2 separate regions of the Zea mays genome follow, and region 1 is linked to region 2. Evidence: chromatin contacts called from public Hi-C data. All regions are on one chromosome and are shown on one strand. Each heading gives the region's core, a stretch centred on a gene start, on an enhancer-like site or on the middle of the called end of the contact. The rest is flanking DNA. Distances are from core to core; before and after follow the strand shown. Region 1 holds the start of LOC103626626 (putative adagio-like protein 2). Region 2 holds the start of LOC542153 (probable protein phosphatase 2C 45).

Region 1 (2,700 bases), core at 113-2,612, 320 kb before region 2:
CATAAGGTTAAATCTTTGTGTATGTCAAACTGTGAAGAAGTGTAAACATCCTTAAAATATTCTCCCTTGCTACTTATGCTAGGATAAAATTTCAAGAGGTAAATAAATTGTTTTCATCTTAGATTCCCACTCCCTAGCAAACAATTTGATGGATTAGGAGTTATAAAATCGATTTGGGCCAACCATTTTTTGGAAACCACACTCTCTAAGGAGAATCTAGAAGCAACATGTCATATACACCAAACACCATCTTGACTATGGTTGCTGCAGTAATTCATGCAAATGGAAACCTTGATTAATCATGGTTCAGAAAGCTTAAACTAATAACACCAGAAAAGAAATAAAACTGCATTTTAGCAATTTAACCTAGCAAAGCAGCTAAATAGCACCACGATTTGATTCGAGACAGCCATTCCAGACCCAAATATTAGCTATGAGCTACGGAATACTGCTGAAGTCACCACGAAACAGCAACAAGCACATAGGCTGTTTGGTTTGGGGAATGACCCCGTCTGGCATCAGTGCGTCCAGCATGTGTTCGACCGACTATTTCAAGAGGAACGAGTAGATGCCGTGAATATACTGGCGGAGGGTGCGATCTCATGGCGGATGCGTTGGTTCCCCTTGCCAAAACAAACAACCCACCGAGGTTCGGATGACTCCCCCCGGTGTCATTCCATGAACCAAACACGCTATAAAAACCTCCCGTGGTGAATCACGCGCCCCAAGCGCCTCCTCTAGCAACGAACAAATCCCCCACCCCGTGGTTATCGAATCGAAACAGGAGCCGGCAGGTCAGTCGGCTCACCAGTTCCTCCCAAGCACCTCCTCGGCGCTGTATCCAGTGGAGCTCTCGAACCCGCGGTTGACGTAGATGATGGGGAAGTCGGGCTCGAGCGCGTCGGAGACCACCATGCCGCACGCGCCCAGCACGCCCTCGATGGCCAGCGAGAACCCCGGGCCCGCGTCCCCACCCCCGGGGCGGACCTCTTCTTCCTCCTCGTCATCGCCGCCGTCAGAATCGCTGTCCCACTCCATCGCCGCGGGAACCCTAGCCCATGCCGGGGCGCGCCGCTAGGGTTTGTGGTCGGAGCGGGGGCGAGAAGGGCGGATTTATACGGAGGCGGGACCGGATTGGCGAGGTCAACCGCGAGGGTAATCGGGGGAAGGGAGGGGAGGGCAGGGCAAGGCGGCGGCACTGGACAGGACTGGAAGGTGGTGGAGGAGGGAGCAGCGACGAACGAGTGGACGACGACGGCGAGGCGAGGCGTTTGGGACTTTGGGGAGATGAGAGAGCCGGGTGGCCGATCGGCGCCGTCGGATCTCAGGGTCCAGGGCGGGTGGACGGCTGAGATCGTCCTCATGATGTGCGTATCTCTATCGTGAGCTTTAAAAGGCGGGGACCTGATAGCCCACGTAACCCGTTAGCCCGCTAATTGTTGGATCTGACGTGAACACGGTATGGACCGTTCGATCGCCTCGCAGCAGGTCTTCCGCCCATTAAGCCACGAACCCGGAAGGTCGCAGCATGGGCAACGCTGGTAGTAGCACTTAAGCACGTGTGAATCGAGTGGGGCGTGGATTCAGTGTCCTTTAGTACCCTCGTATTCAAGCTGAAATGACAGCATGAGGCACATTCATTATGCACATGCCTGTTTTATTATATTAAAGAAATCAGTTGTTTGTATGTGTTAGGCGTTGTTCATTTACATCGGATTGTACCCAGAATCGTTTTAGCTAATCAAAGTTTATATAAATTAGAGAAGCAATCCGGCTAGAAATCATTCCGACCCACCAATCCGACAAAAACGAACAAGGCCTTAGTTGTCTCCTAACCTGCTGCATCTCATAATGACTTAAAAGTTAAAAACTATTTTGATTGCATTTCAACCAAATATTATACTTCATTATCATTTTTCTTTTTTAATAATCTGAGTACTCGGCTGTTCGTTTTCTTGAACCATGGCAAATATTGATGTTGTAGCCATTGTCATTTCAGTTGCTTAGATAAGTAAATTTTAATAAATAAATGCTGATACAGACTTGTCGGCGTTTCGAGACCGGGGGTCCCTGGGCCAACGAGTGAATGTCGCCGCGTGCCCCAGCCCAGATGGGTCGGCGCGAGGCCGAGCGCGAAGGGGGGAGAAAGGTGGCCGGAGACAGGCGTGAGAGAGGTGGAAATCCCGCGGCCTTCGTGTTCGTCCCGCGCCCAGGTCGGGTGCGCTTGCAGTAGGGGATTACAAGCGTCCACGCAGGAGAGGGAGCGAGCGGCTTCAAGCGAGCGCCTGTCTCGTCCTCGTCCCCGCGCGGCCAACCCTCTCTAAGAGGGCCCTGGTCCTCCCTTTTATAGGCGTAAGGAGAGGATCCAGGTGGCGCCGCGCTGAGTTGACGCCTCAGGGGCATCTTCCGGTGGGCGGCCCTGGGGCTGCTTGTCCTTCTAGAAGATAGCCTCGACCGCCTCCTGGCCAGAGGCGAACTTGGTGGCGATGTCCATCAGCTCGCTCGCCCTGGTGGGGGTTTTGCGACCCAGCTTGCTCACCAGGTCGCGGCAGGTGGTGCCGGCGAGGAACGCGCCGATGACATCCGAGTCGGTGATGTTGGGCAGCTCGGTGCGCTGCTTCGAGAATCGTCGGATGTAGTCCTGGAGAGACTCTCCCGGCTGCTGTCGGCAGCTTCGGAGGTCCCAGGAATTCCCAGGGC
Region 2 (2,700 bases), core at 25-2,524:
ACTGATTGAGCTGCTATGGAGTTTTGTATGCTTTATATTTCGGACGAAAAAGAAAATTCAACATCTAACTTCCATAAAGTTCACCAGAGTAACAGACACTCTTTAGTCTTTATTTCTTTGTAGTTAGCTTGGAATACCATCTAACACATGAGTATAACACACAAGTTATGTTAGACTAGAAAACAAACACAAGCTTGTCAACAATTGGCCACCAAATCAAATGTAGACAGACCTGCACGCAGAAAACACATCTAGCTAGTGAGGACTTGTACGTAGCACTTAGTATTCAAAGAGCAATGATGCGAGGAATGTCTTGTTTGCAAGGGGGACATTCAATGAGCCAATACATCGGCAAGGCCTGCGGATATGGTTAACTTGCACAACAAATCCTGTAAAATCGTCAGTTAAAAAGACACGAGGTTCGGTTTAATAGTGGACATTAGATCAGCCATGTATGACCAAAATCTTAATAGATCCTGATGCTTGGCACGCAAAAGTAAAAAAAGTGACACCGGAATAATAGTCCTAAAATCCAATCGTGCGACGAGGCAGAAGAGAGCTCCCGAACGATCTGATCAGTAACCCGCCATCGTTCGACCCTCATGGCCAACATGATCAAACATTAACAATTGGGCAGATCCAACTGAAAGGCTGGGCCTGTCGCGCCCAAGCCCGGTGCCTAATAATTCCAGTGTCCCGAATCCACGGCCACGGCGCAGCAGATAGAGGAGTATAATTCGTCCCCGCTGCCATGGATCTCGGCTACGAGGCGTCATAGCCTCCTGAGAAGCTAGCCTCTCGTTCCCCACGGCGAAGTCAACCAGATGGATGGGGGCGAAAGGGAAAGCGGGAGGTGAAAGAGGAAGGAGAAGGGAGGAGGGAGGAAAACCTGAGGTGGGCGGTGTCCGCCGACCCGTCCCCGGCGAGCCCCATGCGCGCCACCTCCGCGACGCCCTCCCGGCCCTGGCACCAGCAGGAGGTGGAAAAGGAGGCCGCCCGCCCCGGGAGCAGGAGGAGGAGGAGGAGCACCACCAGCGAGAGCGAGAGGCGCACGGATGGAGGTGGTGGTGCTGGTGGTGGTGGTCCCCACGGTCCCTCCTCGCGCATGAAAAGAGGCGCACAGGGAGGGGAGGGAGGCGAGCCGGGAAGCAGGGGGAGGAGGAAACGGATGGACGAGAGGAGAGACGCCTGCTGGGCTCGCTCGCCCCGCCTGCTTGGGGAGAGGAAAGGGGAGAGAGGAGAGAGGAGAAAGGAGAAAGGAAAAGCAGCGGAAGAGTGGATGAGAACGATCGGCGGGAGGATGACGTGGCGGGCGCGCCGCGACTGGACGGACCCGGTCATCGCCATTCGCCACCCCGGTCCCCGGCCTCTTTTCTCGCCTCCTGTCCTGTCCCCTCACGAATCACGAATCACGACTAAGGGGGTGTTTGGTTTATAGGGACTAATATTTAGTCCCTAGATTTTATTCCATTTTAGTTCTAAAATTACCAAATATAGAAACTAAAACTTTATTTTAGTTTCCATATTTAACAATTTATACACTAAAAAGGAATAAAATGAAGGGACTAAACATTAGTCCCTAGAAACCAAACACCCCCTAAGGCCGCACCACCACGACCAGGGGCGGAGGCCTCCGACCGACTACCCTAAAATTTAGTCTAAAAAACAAACTATCACTTAACGTTTAGTCTAATTTAATGATTTAAAAGTATTATGAAATATTTTAGTTATTTTTATTATGTACCAGATCGATGAAAATTATATATACGTGGTGCCAGATTATACACTATTGTATATGTTAAAGTTTTATTTCTAACTACTCTAGATTCAAATCCTAGGTTGCCACTGCCCACGAGGCCACGACTCACATCGGCGACTTCTTTATGGAGGCTCGGGTCCTATGGTCGTTTAAGACAACGTGTTTAAACAACATAGTCGTCGTAGATCTTTGATCTAGACTCCGAACCCTCCCAAGAGCAGTAGGGACGTGAGAAGTTGTAGAAGCATGTTCCCTTCCCAGCAACCGAACACACAGAGGAACAAAAGACACAGTGGATCAAATCTCTATCTGTCTATCTTTATTATGAGGGATATGGATACATATATAACATGTAAACCCACTGAGGGCAGTTTCGGTATTAGCCCATTAAACCTCTTTTAGGGTTTCTTAACACTTGACCTTGGGCGAATAACGTGACGACTTATGTCTCATCAAAACTCCGAAAAACCCAGTGAGAAAAAATGGAGAAAGAGAGCATAGTTCCACTCGATATATTGCACTTGTTGCCTCGTTAAAAACCATATGTGAGAAACTTCAGAAAAACTCACAATGGGAAAAAGAGTACAACGGGTGTCTTCAGGACAACTATAACCTTCAAGGTGTATAATATACGATCTTCAGGTCGAATTGTAAGGGCTGAAGTTCAGAGGTGATCTCCCCCTGAACCCTGCAGGTCTCTCAAATGCCTCATCCCTATACCTCGTACACATTTTCTGAATGTGACTGCAGGTAAGGATTTAGTGAATAAATGAGCCAGATTATCACAAGACTTGGCTTGCAGGATTTTTACCTCACCCTCGTTCTGGAGTTCATGAGGATAAAAATACTTAGGACATATATACTTAGTCATATTGCTCTTAATATAGCATGTTTCCATTTGTGCAACACATGCAACATTATCTTCATAGATAATGGTGGGG

The links. A called contact is a pair of places that touch in the nucleus more often than the background predicts.
Region 1: a contact with region 2 is called in a Hi-C map of ear, with 2.0 times the contacts expected there. The contact joins the promoter of LOC103626626 here to the promoter of LOC542153 in region 2. A contact is called at or near these places in 2 of 25 Hi-C or Micro-C datasets (ear and endosperm).

The regions. Positions count from the first base shown.
Region 1 is chr5:82,646,521-82,649,220 of Zm-B73-REFERENCE-NAM-5.0, reverse strand. LOC103626626 (putative adagio-like protein 2) reads right to left here and starts at 1,362. Exons shown (of 2, transcript XM_008647029.4): 1 at 809-1,362. The coding sequence starts at 1,038.
Region 2 is chr5:82,331,310-82,334,009 of Zm-B73-REFERENCE-NAM-5.0, reverse strand. It overlaps LOC542153 (probable protein phosphatase 2C 45), which reads right to left and starts at 1,274. Exons shown (of 8, transcript NM_001319767.1): 1 at 890-1,274. The coding sequence starts at 1,107.